Regions from separate parts of the Mus musculus genome. Here region 2 is linked to region 1. A link is a contact called in public promoter capture Hi-C data. All regions are on one chromosome and are shown on one strand. The core of a region is the stretch at or near the end of the contact, and the rest is flanking DNA. Distances in the headings are between cores, read along the strand shown.

Region 1 (7,906 bases), core at 2,602-5,101:
CCCCTTAGTTATGCAAACTTGTACTTTCCCTGCCCCGCTCTCCCCCCTTGAGTTTTTCCTATATAAGCCTGTGAAAAAATTTGGCTCGTCGTTGATTCTCCTCTACACCATACTAGGTGCATGAGTTTCGACCCCAGAGCTCTGGTCTATGTGCTTTCTTGCTGTTGCGTTATTAAATCTTGCCTTCAACATTTTGAGTTCGGTCTCGGTGTCTTCTTGGGTCCGCGGCTGTCCCGAGGCTTGAGTGAGGGTCTCCCTTCGGGGGTCTTTCACTACAGGTGGGTGGTCAGGGGAGTTTAGCAACTGAAGTTTAGGGCAGTGGCAGAGATGGAGATAAGAAAATGGTAAGGGCACACTTTTCCAGGCGGGAGATAGCAGCTCCCGGCAATTGTGCTAAGGTTTCAGGGGAGGCTGGAAGGGGGCTGGTAGCGTGGTCCGATTTCTGAAGCAAAGGCAGGTAGCACAAAACTATACAGAGCATAACATTTTAATTTTAATATAACATTGTTTGAATTATTTGAAAACTCCAATCATGAATACACTGGACTTTTATTACATCTACTTCCTATACTCCTACTCCTAGATCTCCCACTTCCCTTTCCCAACTGTATATGCCCTTTGCCCCATTTTTCTTTATATTGGAAATAGATTTTTTTCCCATATAATATGCCCCTTCCCTCTACTCCTGTTCGTTTTACCCCACCTCCTCTCCTCCAGATAATTCACTCCCTTTCTGTCTCTCCTTAGAGAAGAAAGGTCTTCTAAGATTTAACAACCAAACATTACAAAATAAAATGTAGTAAGAGAAAGCAAAGCCATCACGTTGAGGCTGGACATGGCAACCCAACAGGAGGAAAAGAGCCCCAAAGCAGACAGGAGAATCAGAGACCCACTCATTCTCACATGCAGGAGTCCCATAAAAATACTAACCTAAGAGTTATAATACACAGGGGACCTGGTGCAGACCTGTGGGTAGGCCCTGTGCTTGCTGCTTCAGTCTCTGTGAGCTCATATGCATCTCGCAGAGTTGCTTCAGAGGGCTGTGTTCTTCTGTCGTCCTCAATCCCGTCTGAACACTCTTTCTCCCTCCTTTGTCTTGGAGTTCCCTGAGCTCTGAGGGGAGGGGCTTGATGGAGACCTCCCATTTAGACTCTTTACGTGTAATGTCTGGCTGTGGGTCTCTTTCAAACCCGTAGTGTTTGGTTTTACCCTAGGTCTCTGGGTTATCTAGGCTGTGGTTCTTGGTCACCAAGCAGTGTTGGGTACGGGGGCTTGTCTTGCGGAGTGAGCCTAGAGTCGAATCGGATGTTGGTTGGTTGGTCATGCCCACAGGTTCTGTGCCTCTGTTGCTCTGACCTATTCTGCATGCCGGTCAGACTGTGGGCCTTTAAAAAAAAAAAAATCTCCGGACCCAGCCCCAGTTCTGGGGACAAGCGTGTGTTCCGGTTCTGTCCCAATGCCTACCTGAGGTTGTTCTACCTGAGATGTTTTTCTCCCTCCTTTTTTCTTTTTTCTTTTCAACAGGGCCTGGGATTGAACACAGGGAGTCACCCGTGCCCTGCCACAGAGCCACAGTCCTAACACCTTTCCATATTATCCCAGAATTTCATTTTTACCATTTCATTCTCGGTTAAAAATGTTAGTCCTGCCCTGCTGGGTAGTGGTGGTGCACACCTCTAATCCCAGCACTCGGGAGGCAGAGGCAGGTGGATTTCTGAGTTCGAGGCCAGCCTGGTCTACAGAGTGAGTTTCAGGTCAGCCTGGGCTATACAGAGAAACCCTGTCTCAAACAAACAAACAAAAAAAAATTAGTCCTTTGCAAAAAAAGGCTCCCCCAAGGACAGGCTTTCTCCCTTCTCTGCTTTGTGTGTGTCCTTTGCTAATTTTAGTAACAGTCATTAAGTTTCCAGTAAGCTATTATCCTCACAACAAACTTGTTTGTAGCCCAGCATGGAAACTAGAGAGTCATAGGCTCTGAGAGGAGGTGCTCTCAGATATAAGGGGGAAGGGATCTCTGTGGTCAGCTCATCTGAGTCCTAGCCGATGAAGACTCTTGTACTCCTTAATCCGGGAGGGCTTGTCTGCCTGTGATAGTTAGGGACAGCCAGTTAGCAAAGGTGACTTCTGTCCCATCGCTCACAGTGATGTTAATGTAGAGTGGAATTATCCCTGTTTTAGTGAGAGTCCAAGTAGGTCTTGAAAAGGAAAATTTCACCTGTCTCATGAAAGTGCGTGGAAACTCTCAGTCCCCAGTGGACAGTTATTCCCATGGCCACCACAAACATCGAGGACATGGGCTGTAGGGCTTGCTTTCTAGATCTCAGTCCACAGGCTCTGGATCTCTGATGTGGAAGTGCAGTACCCAGTCAGACTTGGACTTCAGACAGACTGTCTGTGTATTTGGAAGCAGAAGCTGGTGTGGGACTTGATTTCCTGTCTCAGCTTCCCAAGTGCTAGTAGCGTAGGTGTGTGCCACCACGCTCTGCTCACAAAATACTTTTTTTTTAAGTGTAACTTTATTCCAACAATATCTGAGACTTTTTAAAAAAATGTTTTGAGACCTTTTAAAATAAAATTTTATTTAAAATTTGAGAATTTCACACCATGTATTTTTTTTTTGTCACATCCCTTCTCTACTTTCAAGAGCTTACCCTCTTTAGTCTCTACCCACCCAACTTGGAGTTCTCCTCCTCATCTTTCTCCTCCTCCTCATCTATCTCCTCCTCCTCATCTTCCCCCTCCTCCTCATCTTCCCCCTCCTCCTCATCTTCCCCCTCCTCCTCATCTTCCCCCTACTCCTTATCTTCCCCTCCTCCTTATCTTTCCCTTCCTCCTTATCTTCCCCTTTCTCCCCTCCTCCTCATCTTCCCCCTCCTCCTCATCTTCCCCCTCCTCCTCATCTTCCCCCTCCTCCTCACCTTCCCCCTCCTCCTTATCTTCCCCCTACTCCTTATCTTCCCCCTCCTCCTTCTCTTTCCCTTCCTCCTTATCTTCCCCTTCCTCCCCTCCTCCTCATCTTCCCCCTCCTCCTCATCTTCCCCCTCCTCTTCATCTTCCCCCTCCTCCTCACTTTCCTCCTCTTCCATCCTCCTCTTTCTCTTCTCCTTCACTCCTGAAGTACAGTTTGTGTTGCCAAACTACTCTCAGGAGTGGGGCCTGTCCTGGAATGTGGTCACACCACCAAAGAAAACTCACTCTCTCTTCTAGCATCTATCAAACAGCTCCACGGCTGGGGGAGGGGCTGTGTCTTTTTTGATTTTAAGTAGGTCTTGAGCATGCTGTCCCAACTGCTGTGAGTTTCTATGTGCAACCGCCCTGCTGTGTCTCCTTGAAGGCAGCCACCCCCTTTGACTACTACAACCTCCTCTTCCTGAAAGAGCCCAGAGCCTGGCATGGGGGAGGTGTGATATGTGACATGTGACACTCAAGTTGCACTTAGAGCTGAGCATTCCACAGCCAGAGGAATTTTTCTAGTAGAAGTATTACATTAGACACATGATAAAAATACTTGTTTATCTGAAATGTAAGTTTAACTGGATATCCTGTAATTTACCTGGCAACTTAAAGAGGAATGGCTTGCCTGGGGCAAAGTGTTGGTTTTGGGGAAAGCACAAGCCATCAAGGGCTCTGTTCTTTTCCTTCCTTCCTTCCTTCCTTCCTTCCTTTTTTTTTTTTAAAGGGTAGAATGAAGTTGGTTTCTTTCATGCCAAATAAGCAATCACAGACACCCATTAGGAATCCAAAACTCATGACTATCATGAGACTCAAGATCAAGTACGGAAAAAAAAATAATTTTTTTTTTTAAGATTAACAGCCAGAGAAGCCGTCTTCACATACAGAGCCAGACAGCAGGGAGAAGTGTTCCTCGGGGAAGGTAAGAACACCGACTTCTTGTTAACTGTACACTGTCCTGTTTTTCCAGAACAAGGCTTGGTCTCACCTTTGGAGTCTCTTAGACTCTTCCTCATTCCTCCAAGATTGCCAAGAATATCAACGTGTGGGGTGATGGTGGCAGGAACCCCTGTGCACTCCATTTAGTCTGTCACCCAAAGGGACTTCCGTTGGCTTCACTGGGGTGAGGTCCACTTATCCTGTAACTGTTTGCAGATTCTCTGAGCTTGAGGTAGACACCCACAGAGACAATTAATGCAGAGTTAATTGAGTCTCTTGTCTGCCAACGTAGGGCTCACCTTACACTCCCCATCGGAGGTGATCTCTGAGTTCAAGTGTAGTTTCCTTCTTACACCTGGGAAGGGCAAATTACATGCAAAATGTCCCTGTGGAAAGGAGTCACCTTCTGGGCTCAAGGAAATCCTGATTTTGCCCTCCCATTATCCATGTTCTTCAAATTGGAGCTAATTAATGAAATTCCGTGGGGGTTGACCCTTAACATTTATAATAGCAGTAATTTTTTTAAAAAGGCAAAAACCTGACCATAATGACAAGAGATGAAGCTTCTGTTATTGTCTTTTATTGAGCTCACAGTAGTTATGGTCACTGTAGTCCATGAGATTCTTGTTATTATTCATTTATCCACATTTTGGGTGTTTGGTTTGCGTATAGTGGCACATACCTTTAATTAATTCCAGGACTTGGAAAGCAGGGGCACACAGATCTATACAAATTTAAGGCCAGCCTAGTCTACATATTTCATTCTAAGACAGCCAGAGCAGTGCAGTGAAACTCTGTCTATAAAAATAGCTTTTAATTCCTTGCCGTGAGACCCGGATAGACAGAAACAGAAACTGAATTGGAGGGGGAAGAAGCTACTAGACGAAAGGAGGCCCCGGTATCCTCAGTCTGTCTTGGGTGATGTGTACTTGGCCAACAAGAACAGGGTCCCTTGTGCAAAAGTGGCTTTGGAAGATGTGGTCTATACATCTGGCCAGGCTTGGGCTGGGATGCTCTGGGAGACACTTCTCATTAAACACTGCAAACTTCTGCTCTCCCAGAGATTGATAACAGTGGTAATTTGGGGAAAAATAAGGCATATATTTTTGGCCTCTCTCTCTCTCTCTCTCTCTCTCTCTCTCTCTCTCTCTCTCTCTCTCTCTCTCTTTCTCTTTCTCTGTGTGTGATTGATAACAGTGGTAATTTTGGAAAAAAATAAGGCATTTTTTGGCTTCTCTCTCTCTCTCTCTCTCTCTCTCTGTGTGTGTGTGTGTGTGTGTGTGTGTATGTGTGTGTGACATGCGCGTGTGTTGTTTTGTTTTTGTTTTTGTTTTTTGAGACAGAGTGTCTGTGTAGCCCTGACTGTCCTGGAGCTTTCTCTGTAGACCAGGCTGGCTTCAAACTCACAGAGATCCACCTGCCTCTGCTTCTCCAGTGCTGGGATTAAAGATGTGTGTCACCTCTGCTCAGCTTCTTTTATTGTTTTATTTTTACATTTATTATTCTATTATTATTATTTACTATTTATATTATTATGTGTTAATTTATTATTACAGTGTGTGTGTGTGTGTGTGTGTGTGCACTTGTTACAGTGCACATGTGGGACTATTAATGATGCCATGGGGCCTTCTCCCACCTTCACCAGGGTTCTGGGGCTCACACTCAGGTAAGTCGGGTTGCCAGGCTCATGTACAAACACCTTTCCCCACTGAATCATCCCTCCAGCCCCACCTCTTACTGACTGATGCCCTAGGCCAGCAAAGGTTAAAACAGAATGACTAAAATCCTCTCAGGAGTTTATCATAGAATCAAGCTGAAGGCCAGAGAAGACACGCCCCTGCGAGAACTCAGTTTTAAACATTGTTTCCTTAGCAGTCTCTTCTTAGAATTTAGTTTTCCAGTAAGTAGAAGGTGTCAGAGCCTGAACTAATCTGAAAGCTCTTGGAATTAACAAGATGATATGTGAGTCCCTACAGGGAGGACGCAGGGGTGCTAGCTAGCTGATACCTATCCCGGTAACAGTCTCTGTGTGTCTCTGTGAGATGAGCGAAGATGTTTTGGATACACTAAGCAATCCCTATGTGCCCTTCCTTTAGGTGTCCTGTGCTGAGTCCACACAATGCCCCAAGAAGACATTCACTTTGGTTATCCCAGGAAGGGGCACAGACGCTCCTATGTCACTGCTGAAGAGTAAGTTACAAAGCAAACTTTTTGGGATTTCCAATTTGCCATTTGCAGACACGGCCAACTGACTTCCACATGTGCATGCCTGTCTGTAACTTTCTCTAGCAAAGAATAAAACCACTGCCACCAAGGAGAGACCTGGAGGTCCTACAGTGGTCTAACTCACAGTTCTCTGGAGCCAAACAGTTGGGGAGGATCAAGTGAGAAAAGTTAGATATTACTGTTTTTGTCCACATTTTCGGGCCTTGGTTGTTGGTTCCCAAGTTGGGAAAATATGTCCCAGACTCAGGCACCTTCTTCCTTAAGCCTATTCACCAGTTCCTCTCAAGACTCCTCAGGTGCTTTGTAGACAGAGTTAAGTTGCTAAAGAGCCAGCGTGGATGAGGGGCGTGGGTGTAGGTCTCAGGCTTCATGCCAGGCGCAAGATGGCGGCCATGACTATTGCTTGAGAGCTCCATCCTACAGAAAGGTGTTTGAGCTTCTGAGTTAATTAGTAAGAAGTATTTGTGCAATTATTACTTCTAAGAACTAAGCACTTTATTCAGAGATACCGTTCTATATCTCTGAAAAGGTCTAGAGTCCAGTGGGAGAGTTAGGCAGGGAGTCATTCTGGCACCTGTAAGTGCCCTTAGGGGACCTAGGGACACACTCTGCAAGTCCTAGGAATGGGAAGGGTGTGGTCGGAGCTGAACCTGAGCAGGGACTCCAGACAGGCTTTCATTTAGTTCCACAGAACTAAAGGTTTAGTTCTCAACCTTCCTAATGCTGAGACTCTATTAATTAGTTCCTCATGTTGTGGTGATCCCCAACCATAAACTTATTCCCATTGCTACTTTATAACTGTAAATTTGTTAGTGTTATGAATTATAATGTAAATATCTGATATGCAGGATATCTGATACACGATCTCTGTGGAAATCTCCTGGGGTAGGGGGCCGGGGGTGTGACCCACAGGTTGAGAACCTCTGTTTTAGACAGTCTTTTAGCAGTCAGCTCAGAACCCCTGCAGATCTGTTCCCCTGTAGAAAGAGTTGCTGGAAAATCTTATTGAGATTACACAGGTCAGGCAGCAAACAAGCAATCATCAATGCAGTCCAGCTGGGAGCATTTCCCAGGGGATTTCCCACACCACAGCATAGCCAGTTGGGGAGGTAGGGGAAGTGATACATTGTAGCAAATTGTCTTCACAACATTCCATTTAGGTGGGAAATACATTGTATAAGGCATTGTTTCCGCATCTTTAGGCTGATGCCACAGACTCTTAAACTGGAATTTTTGATCTCTCTTACCCAGTAGTCCAGGAATCTTAGTGGTCCCTTCTTTCTCTGTTTGTCACCCCTGCACATCACCTCTGTCTAAGTGAGGATGCGACGCCACCTTCTTTGTGTTTCCCATCAGAAAGTAAGAAACCAAGGGAAGACTGGGGCCACTGTTTTCCGCTATCCCCCACATCATGACGCCCATATTTGCCTGCTGTGTTGTATGTGGGTGGGAACAGCTTAGAGAAACTAGGAGGTGTGCCCCTGGATGTGGTGATGTTGGGATTTAATACAGGCCTTCAGTCATGAGAGCCTGTTTGTCTATGGAACACTAAGCTGGTGGGTTAAAGATGGCAAATATTTGCACAATCTCATCCACAGGGAGGCAAGACAATATCTCCAGCTGCCGAGCTGGAAGCTGGAGGCAGGCCTTGTCAGCTCAGTAGGCTGAAAGCTGAGTCTTCCTGTGTGGTATACAGCCGCCAGTCTCAGCGGGTGAAGGCGGTAGTGGCTCCCACAGCTAACAGTGTGAAGAGCTGCTGTGAGGTGATGCTTAACAGAGTGGGAGGCAG
Region 2 (7,906 bases), core at 2,051-4,550, 450 kb after region 1:
ACCACAGCATGAGAAACTGTATTAAAGGGTCCTCAGAAGTGTTAGGAAGGTGAAGAACCGCTGCTGTAGATGGGCTTGCTTTCCCAGCGGAGGTGAATGCAGTAGAATTGTGTGGGAAATGCTTATAAAAACCAACTTCCAAGTGACCCTCTTCTATTAGCACAGTAGGTTTGTAATTTGGACTTTGAGGCACTGAGACATATACAATAAAGCCTGGACTAGTGAAAGGAGATTTCCCAGGAATCACTCTTCCTCACAGGATGATGGGGATCAAGGATTCTATGTCACTCCATGGCTGATGACCTGAGGAAATAGTGTTTCGCCACTGGAGGTTTGAAGAGACTGGGTAGAAACTGAAGGAATGCTAACAAGTCTCACTACTTACCCTGAAAAAACTTTCCCTCTCTAATGTATACATGGATACATATATAGATGTATAAACTGTGTGTGTTTACACACACACACATACATATATATACACATATACACATGTATACATATATTTATCATAATCTGTATATATATCTACATAAACTATGTGTATATATTTATCATAGACCCCAAAACTATATATACATATGTAAACATATTGATATACAAATTATATAGATATATACAGGCTATAATATATATATACAGCATATACGTTTGTGTGTGTGTGTGTGTGTGTGTGTATATATATATATATATATACATATATATATATAACCTGGAATTCCTCTAAATTCTTTACTTAAGAAGCACCAGTCACCTGGGCAGTGGTGACTCATGCTTTTAATCCCAGCTTTTGAGAGGCAGAGGCAGGCGGATCTCTGAGTTTGAGGCCAGCCTGGTCTACAGAGTGAGTAGACAGGACAGCCAGCCAGGGCTACACAGAGAAACCCTCGGAACCTCCAGAACCCTACTGGGCCACACTAAACCTTTGCTTTTAACACAAAAGTGAGTTCTTCCTTCCACGATGTGATATTTTAAAAAGAAGCTGGGTAGGCACAATGCACTTAAAATAGGCCGGTCTCTCCAGACATCTATCAAGCTATTGCCTGTACACGACTCCACTAATACCTTCCAAAGGATACACACACCTTTTCATGTTGTCTGAATAATGGCGTACAGTACATAACCCAGATAGATTCCCTCTTCTTAACTTGTTTTTCCGTCTACTTGACGTGGACCAATTAAATTTAGAGAGAGATCAGAGAACATGAACAGGGGAGGGGAGGGGCTCAGCTGAGCACTTGTTGCTCCCCTAGAGGACCTGAATTCATTCCCTAGCACCCACGCTGGGCAGCTCGGAACTGCCTGGAGCTCCAGCTTTGGGGAATCCAATGCCCTGTTCTGGTTTCCTTGGGTTTCTAGGCACATATGGTGTACACACACGCACATACACAAAATGAAGGAGAGAAAAGGAACAGGGAAGGTCGTGATGACAGTAAGGGGGCGTGAAGCTTTACCTTGTCACCCCCACCATCCTTCCAGGCATCATCCTCACCAGGTTTTCTTTGACAGCAAAGAAGGCCGCATGCGGTCCCCCATAGCCCAGTGGCACTCCAAATCTCTGGGAGTTGCCCAGGGCAATGTCCACTCCAAACTCTCCAGGTGGCCTCAAAATACACAGAGCTAAAAGGTCAGTAGCACAGCAGGTCAGGCTCTGGGGAGGAAATGGAGAAGAGGTCAAGGTTATCACCTTATCCTGACTGTGCAGGAGTTGTCTCCACTACAAACAGGCTGGCTGGGAGGGGCATTGCTGGGAACTCCATTTGATTATGCATTCATATGGAAGAATATTTACCAGGGATCAGTGAGTGACAGTAACAAAGAGGAAGGAGTAGGGGAAGAAGATGTCACCATTCCATGTGATAAAAGACAGACAGATATGGGAACTGGGACACAGCGTCCTGAACCTCAGCAGGGGGCTTACCTACCCCAGTCTGATGGGCTCTGTCTACAAGTTCTGTGAAGTCCTCCACCTTCCCCTCAGTGTCTGGGTACTGGAACAGCACCCCACAGACGTCTTTGCCACTGAAATCCATTTCGTGGGGTAACTTCAGCTCGACAAGCACCCCCCTATATCTGAAAGTACAAGGGAAAATTGGTCCTTTTTATTATGGTGTGTGAGTGCATGCATGCCCGTGTGTCTGTGTGTGTCTCTGTGTGTGTGTGTGTGTGTGTGTGTGTGTGTGTGTGTGTGTGTGTGTGTGTGTGTGTGTGTGCGTGCGCACGTGTGACATGTTCATTAGCGCAGATACTCATGTGCCAAGGTACGTGTGTAGGGGTTAGAAGATAAGTGAGGTCTCTCTTTTCATCATGGCTTGTGATGATAAAACTCATGTTGTCAGGCTGCTGACCCATCTCTTAAGCCATCATGCCTGGCCCAAAAAAATGCAATCAGCAGCAGCTTGTCCCCAGGGAGACTGTATTCATTTTCTGTTCTTTCCCTAGGTGTGCTTCTGGCCTCACTCCCAGTCACACCTCACCTCATACCTGGCTCATCAAAGTTTAACAGGGCTCCAGGCCAACTCACATGCATGCTTCACTCTTCAGTCTCTTTCTTCTGTCCTTCCCACTCCCCTCTCCCTAACTCTCTGTGAGAACCTACTCCTGGCAGGAGCATCACCCCCTAGAGCTAAAGATCCAGCCCTTACCACAGAGGCATCTCCGGGACACCCCGGCTCAGCTTAAGGTAAATGAAACCTGTCCAAATGGCAACAAGGACTTCCTTAGATTCTTAAAACCCTCTAACTACAACTCCAACCCCTTCCGAAGGACAGTGTGGAGCAGAAAAACGCCCTGTGTTGCCAAAGCAGAAAGAGGATGCAGTAATGGCTGGGCCGGGGATGTTTCAGTTGCTTACAGGACTAAACGATGCAAAGGCACATAGGACTAATCAAAGTGGTCCTTAGTTGTGGTGTGGTTTCCTTAGCAACTGCATCTGCATGAAGCACACCGGAAACCATGGCCATGGCAGGCATGTTTGAGTGAGCTCTGCTTTCCCAACTTTCCAAAACATTGCTGCAGTTACTTTATTTCATCTTTTGTTGGCCCTCTGACCCTTTTCCATTTTTTTTCTCGGTACTAGGGATTGAAACCAGGGCCTCAGCCGAGGCTAGCTAGTGTCCTACTGCTGAGCCATAGCCCTAATCTCTACTTTGGGACCATGTGGCTCATCTGGCCACAGACTTGAAATCCTCCTGCCTCAAGCTGATTTTAGTATTTTAAATTTTATCACGAGATGACAGAACAGCATGGGGACTTACGAAATCACAAAGGCAAATGAACTCAGCATGTGTTTGCCCCTCAGTACTGACGAGGGACTTGGCAGAGCATCCATGGGAGAAAGTTAGCTGGGGAAAGCAAACTCACCAAATCCAGTCTAAAGCCAGCTCACTTCCAATCAGACTGGAAGTGGGAAAGAGAGACAAGGTAGAGATGATATGATATTACCCGTGGCTCAAAACACAATTTAAATCAATTACTTGGCTCGAGTCTGGACAACAGCTATCGTCTGTGGGTGACAACGAGGATCAACGAAAAATTTCTTCCTCTTGTTGTGTCTGTTGAAAAGAAAAAGCACATTTAAACTTGAAGATTTTTTTTCCCCTTCTCTGGTATTCTGGTTTGGCCTCCAACTCTATTGAACTTCTGATCCTCCTGCCTCCGCCTCCACAGTGCAGAGTGCAAGCCTTTATGGCTAGTGTAGCTAGTGATGGTGTTCAACCTGGTCAAGTTCTCTACCAACTGAGCCACTTCTCCAATACCAAAAGCAGTGAGGGAAACTCTAAGCATACTCTAAAGAGAAATGAGCGATTGGTGACTCAGTTCCTGACAGCAATCCAGGGAAATTCAAGCCTGTTCCAACAAACACAATGTAACAAAAACCAATTCAGTTTTAGGACATCTACACTATGATAAAAAGAAAAGGACAGATATTAGGTATAAAGGGAAATTGAAACCACTTCAAAAAACGTCTCGTAAAGTAATATATCTTGTTGTCAGAGGTATTTTAGCTTAGAGTCTCAGGTGGGCAGAAACAAGACAGACCCTGCCTCAACGAAGTTGGAGAATGACTCCCCCCAGACCTTCCAGCCTCTACATGGATATTATGGCATACATGTGTGCGTACACACACGCATACACACATCACACACATCACACACACATACACACCTCACACACATCACACACATCACACACACACCCACACCACCCATACACCACACACACACACACACACACACACACACACACACACACACACACGCTTGAACTCTAATTTACATGGAGACATAAGGAGAAAGGAGGAAGGAAGCTTTTCCTGAGGGAGAGCAGCTCATCACCACAAGGCAGCCCAAGGCCAACCCTGCAGAGCAGGTAGGAAACCCTTGGCCCAAACAATCAAATAAGCAAAGAAAAAACACCTCCACTTCTGTGAGTGTGAGGTGAAAGCTACACAGGGGCCAGGGCTGTGTCTTAGCTGAGAGAGTGCTTGCCTAGCATGTAACAGAGCCTGCATTTGAATCTCAGCACGATAAGTCTGCAACCTCAACACCTGGAATATATATATATATATATATATATATATATATATGTGTGTGTGTGTGTGTGTGTGTGTATATATATATATGTATATATAAAATAAAGTATATAATATATATAAAGAATATCTGAAGGTCAGGGTAATCCTCAGCTATACATTGAATCCAGGCCATCCTGGATTGTGACAGCCTGCCTAAAATGATAAAAAGAAATTTTAAAATTAGAAGTAGGGAACAAAATTTACAAAAAAAAAAAAAAATCAATAAAAAGCTGAGAATAGTGACAGAGAACATACATAGATTGCCATCCTGTGTGCCATCTTCCATGAAGAACCTGAACTTACCCTCAGTGCTGTTAAGGAATCAGAAGGGCCCCGGGTGGGCTCCACCACCAGAACATTCATACCTAGAGGGAGCCTGTACCTGCCTGGACCCTACAGCACCATTATCTGTGGAAGCCAAGAATTAAACTCATCTGCGCACTCAGGACAGAGGCTCCAGTTCTTAGGAAACATCACAAATATGGGCATATTTCCCAACCTAAATATGAATTCTTCCATGAAGATATGTTCTAATATTCTTCCAAAGCACAGGGTGGAGGAAGGGGGACTGTAGAGTGATTGGTAACTGTACCCTGTGACCCGGTAACTTATGGAAATGGATTATCAGGAAATAATTAGAATTCCTGAGGAAGATTATCTTAGGGACATGCAAAGTAATTTCTACTAACAGAAGATAGTGCATATAAACTAAATGTGTCTAGGCAGATGTGAGGTTAAATAACCACAGCCCTTCCATGCCACAGACACAAGAAAAGTTCTCGTCTAGGGGCTGGAGAGATGGCTCAGTGATGAAGAGCACTTGCTGTTCTTCCAGAGGAACCAAGTTTAGTACTCAAAGCTATGTTGGGTGGCTCCAAGGGGACCTGACACTTTCTGACTTCCTTAGGCACCTGTGCACAACACACACACACACACACACACACACACACACACACACGCATAAAACAAAACAACAACAACCCAAAAAACCCTATTCTAGAAAGCCAAGTAAGAATGAGGTGTTCAAAATATACTGTGAAATAGGAAGGAAAAGCAGGCGGAGAGGTGTGTGTGTGAAAGGCCAGCACTAATAGGTAGGGACAGGAAGAGCTGAGGAAGTCCTCGAGATCTCATAAAAGGCAAGGCCTGAGAAAACAACTAAGGGTCAGAGGGCACTCACAGCCCTGGGATTATGTGCTGCACAAGAAGTTGGGAGTTGGGGGGAGTAGGGGGTGGGGGAAAGCAATGAAAACAAGGCAAACTCTAAACATAGAAAATTCTTCCTAAGGAGTCAGGCTGATGGTGTCCATTACAATGTCAGTTCCTCCCACGCTCCACTCCTCCTATACTCCACTCCTATACTCCAGGTACCAGGGCAAGGCTATGCCCATATGGAGCTCATTTCTCAGGTCAGGCCACGTGAAGGAAGGCGTTCAGTGAGATGTACATAAAAGCTGTGGAGTGAAATCTTCGTGAGGCCTTTAATTGTCTAGAAGCACCCCTGGGTCTCTGCCCTTCACTTTTTCCTGAGTGCAGATGTCCAGGCTAGAAGCCTAACAGTCATCTTCTGGCATGAGGATATAATATAATATAACCCTATAAAGGTGGCAGAAAGAAAGGGACCCCTGTCCTTGATAGCACCTCAGGGCTGTCCAATAAGTCAACTGTGGACTTACGCAATTAGAAGCTTGAAAATGATTGTAACATATATATGAGCCCATGCACATACATTGTGTGTGTGTGTGTGTGTGTGTGTGTGTGTGTGTGTGTGTGTGAGAGAGAGAGAGAGAGAGAGATAGAGAGAGAGGGAGGGAGAGAGAATCAGTAAGCTTACCCATGTGTACAACAGGAAAGTGTTGTATGGTTTTGTAGTTTTCCAACTCATGACTCATTTTTGTCAGATAACTCTTCCCATGACCTTGGCACACCAAGGAGGGCTAGCTGAAAGGAGGGAACTCAACTGAGATCTGGCTGGAGGTAAGCCTGTAGGGCATTATTTAAATTAATGATTGATTTGGGACGGTCCAGCCCATTGTGCATGGTGCCATCCTAGGGCTGATGGTCCTGGGTTCTATAAGAAAGCAGGCTGAGCAAGCCATGGTTAGCAAGCCAGTCAACAGCACAGCACCCCTCCATAGCTTCTGTATCAGCTCCTGCTTCCTGCCCTGTTTGAATTCCTGTCCTGACTTCCTTCAATGATGAATAGAAATATGGAACTATAAGCCAAATAAACCCTCTTCTCTACAACTTGGTTTTTGGTCATGGTGTTCTGTAGCATCAGTAGAAACCCTAACTAAGACAAAAGTTGTATATCACATCCAAATCAAACATTTGCTGAGGATAGAGCATAAAGACATTTATTTTGAAACAACCCTTTGAACAAAAGCAAATTTACTGATTGATTGATTGGAATGCCTGGCCCATCTGATGAGGAAAATTTGCATATGTATGAGATAGGTTTTATTTTTACTTAAAGAATTAAATCTTGGCTGAATGTTTGATTGGGGAAGATATACAGCATCTTCAGATTTCTCAAATTGATGGCCACTTTGATTTTTGTGATTGTCAATACTAAAATATAAATATAATATATAATATATAATATAGTGCAATATGGCAGAAAGACTCTATGTATAGTAAACTGCAGTTTAATTCGACACGGTGGCTCATGCCCATAATCCTAACACTTGGGACTTGGAAGGTAGAGGTGGAGGGATCAGGAGTTCAAGGTCACCCTCAACTATATAGCCAGCCTCTGGAGCATGAGAACTGACCAAAACAAACCAAAACCAAAACCCAGCCCTGTAATTCATAGCGTGCGATAATTTTGAACATGAACTGTTTCAGGCAGCATTTGTTGGTGTGTGTAACATGAAGAAGGCACATGAGATACAAAGTGGCATGTGTGTGATAAGACCAAAGCTGTATAATGCAGTCAGATCTTACAAGGTCTGCCAAAAACACCTGCGATTCATTAGTGTTCTATTAATTAACTTTTGGTTGCTACACATTCAGAAAATCATCTTTACTGATGCCAATTTTCTTTTGGCAAACTCTACATGCAGCTCTAAAACCCCGCACGGGGTTTCCACCCACAGTTCTCAGGGGATGCCTGTCTTCCGGAGGGGCAGGCTCTCCCACATAGCCTCTCACCTGTGGCACAGTTGCATCGCCTCTGCAGCCGCGGTTGCCTCATCCAGCAGGGAAGCGTTGGCCATGTCCAAGCCTGTGATGTCAGACACCATGGTCTGGTAGTTGAGTAAACTCTCCAGCCTCCCCTGGGACACCTCTGGCTGATACGGAGTGTACTGGGTGACCCTGAGAGGGAAACAG

The links. Promoter capture Hi-C pulls out the DNA fragments that hold promoters and counts their contacts.
Region 2: a promoter capture Hi-C map of pre-B cells shows a contact between it and region 1, with 2.5 times the contacts expected there. A contact is called at or near these places in 13 of 39 promoter capture datasets (the 3T3-L1 cell line, 3T3-L1-derived adipocytes, the C10 cell line and 7 more), 3 of 484 Hi-C or Micro-C datasets (nephron progenitors, olfactory sensory neurons and ventral hippocampal neurons), 1 of 130 datasets of targeted methods (astrocytes) and 3 of 9 other capture datasets (embryonic stem cells, liver and pancreatic islet).

Annotation. Positions count from the first base shown.
Region 1 is chr19:29,694,090-29,701,995 of GRCm38.p6, forward strand. It overlaps Mlana (melan-A), which reads left to right and starts at 3,852. Exons shown (of 5, transcript NM_029993.1): 1 at 3,852-3,874; 2 at 5,988-6,081. The coding sequence starts at 6,011.
Region 2 is chr19:30,143,696-30,151,601 of GRCm38.p6, forward strand. It overlaps Gldc (glycine decarboxylase), which reads right to left. Exons shown (of 25, transcript NM_138595.2): 4 at 7,727-7,891; 5 at 3,474-3,551; 6 at 1,923-2,070; 7 at 1,452-1,648. Among named protein-coding and RNA genes, the nearest start is that of Gldc, 28 kb to the right of the region's middle.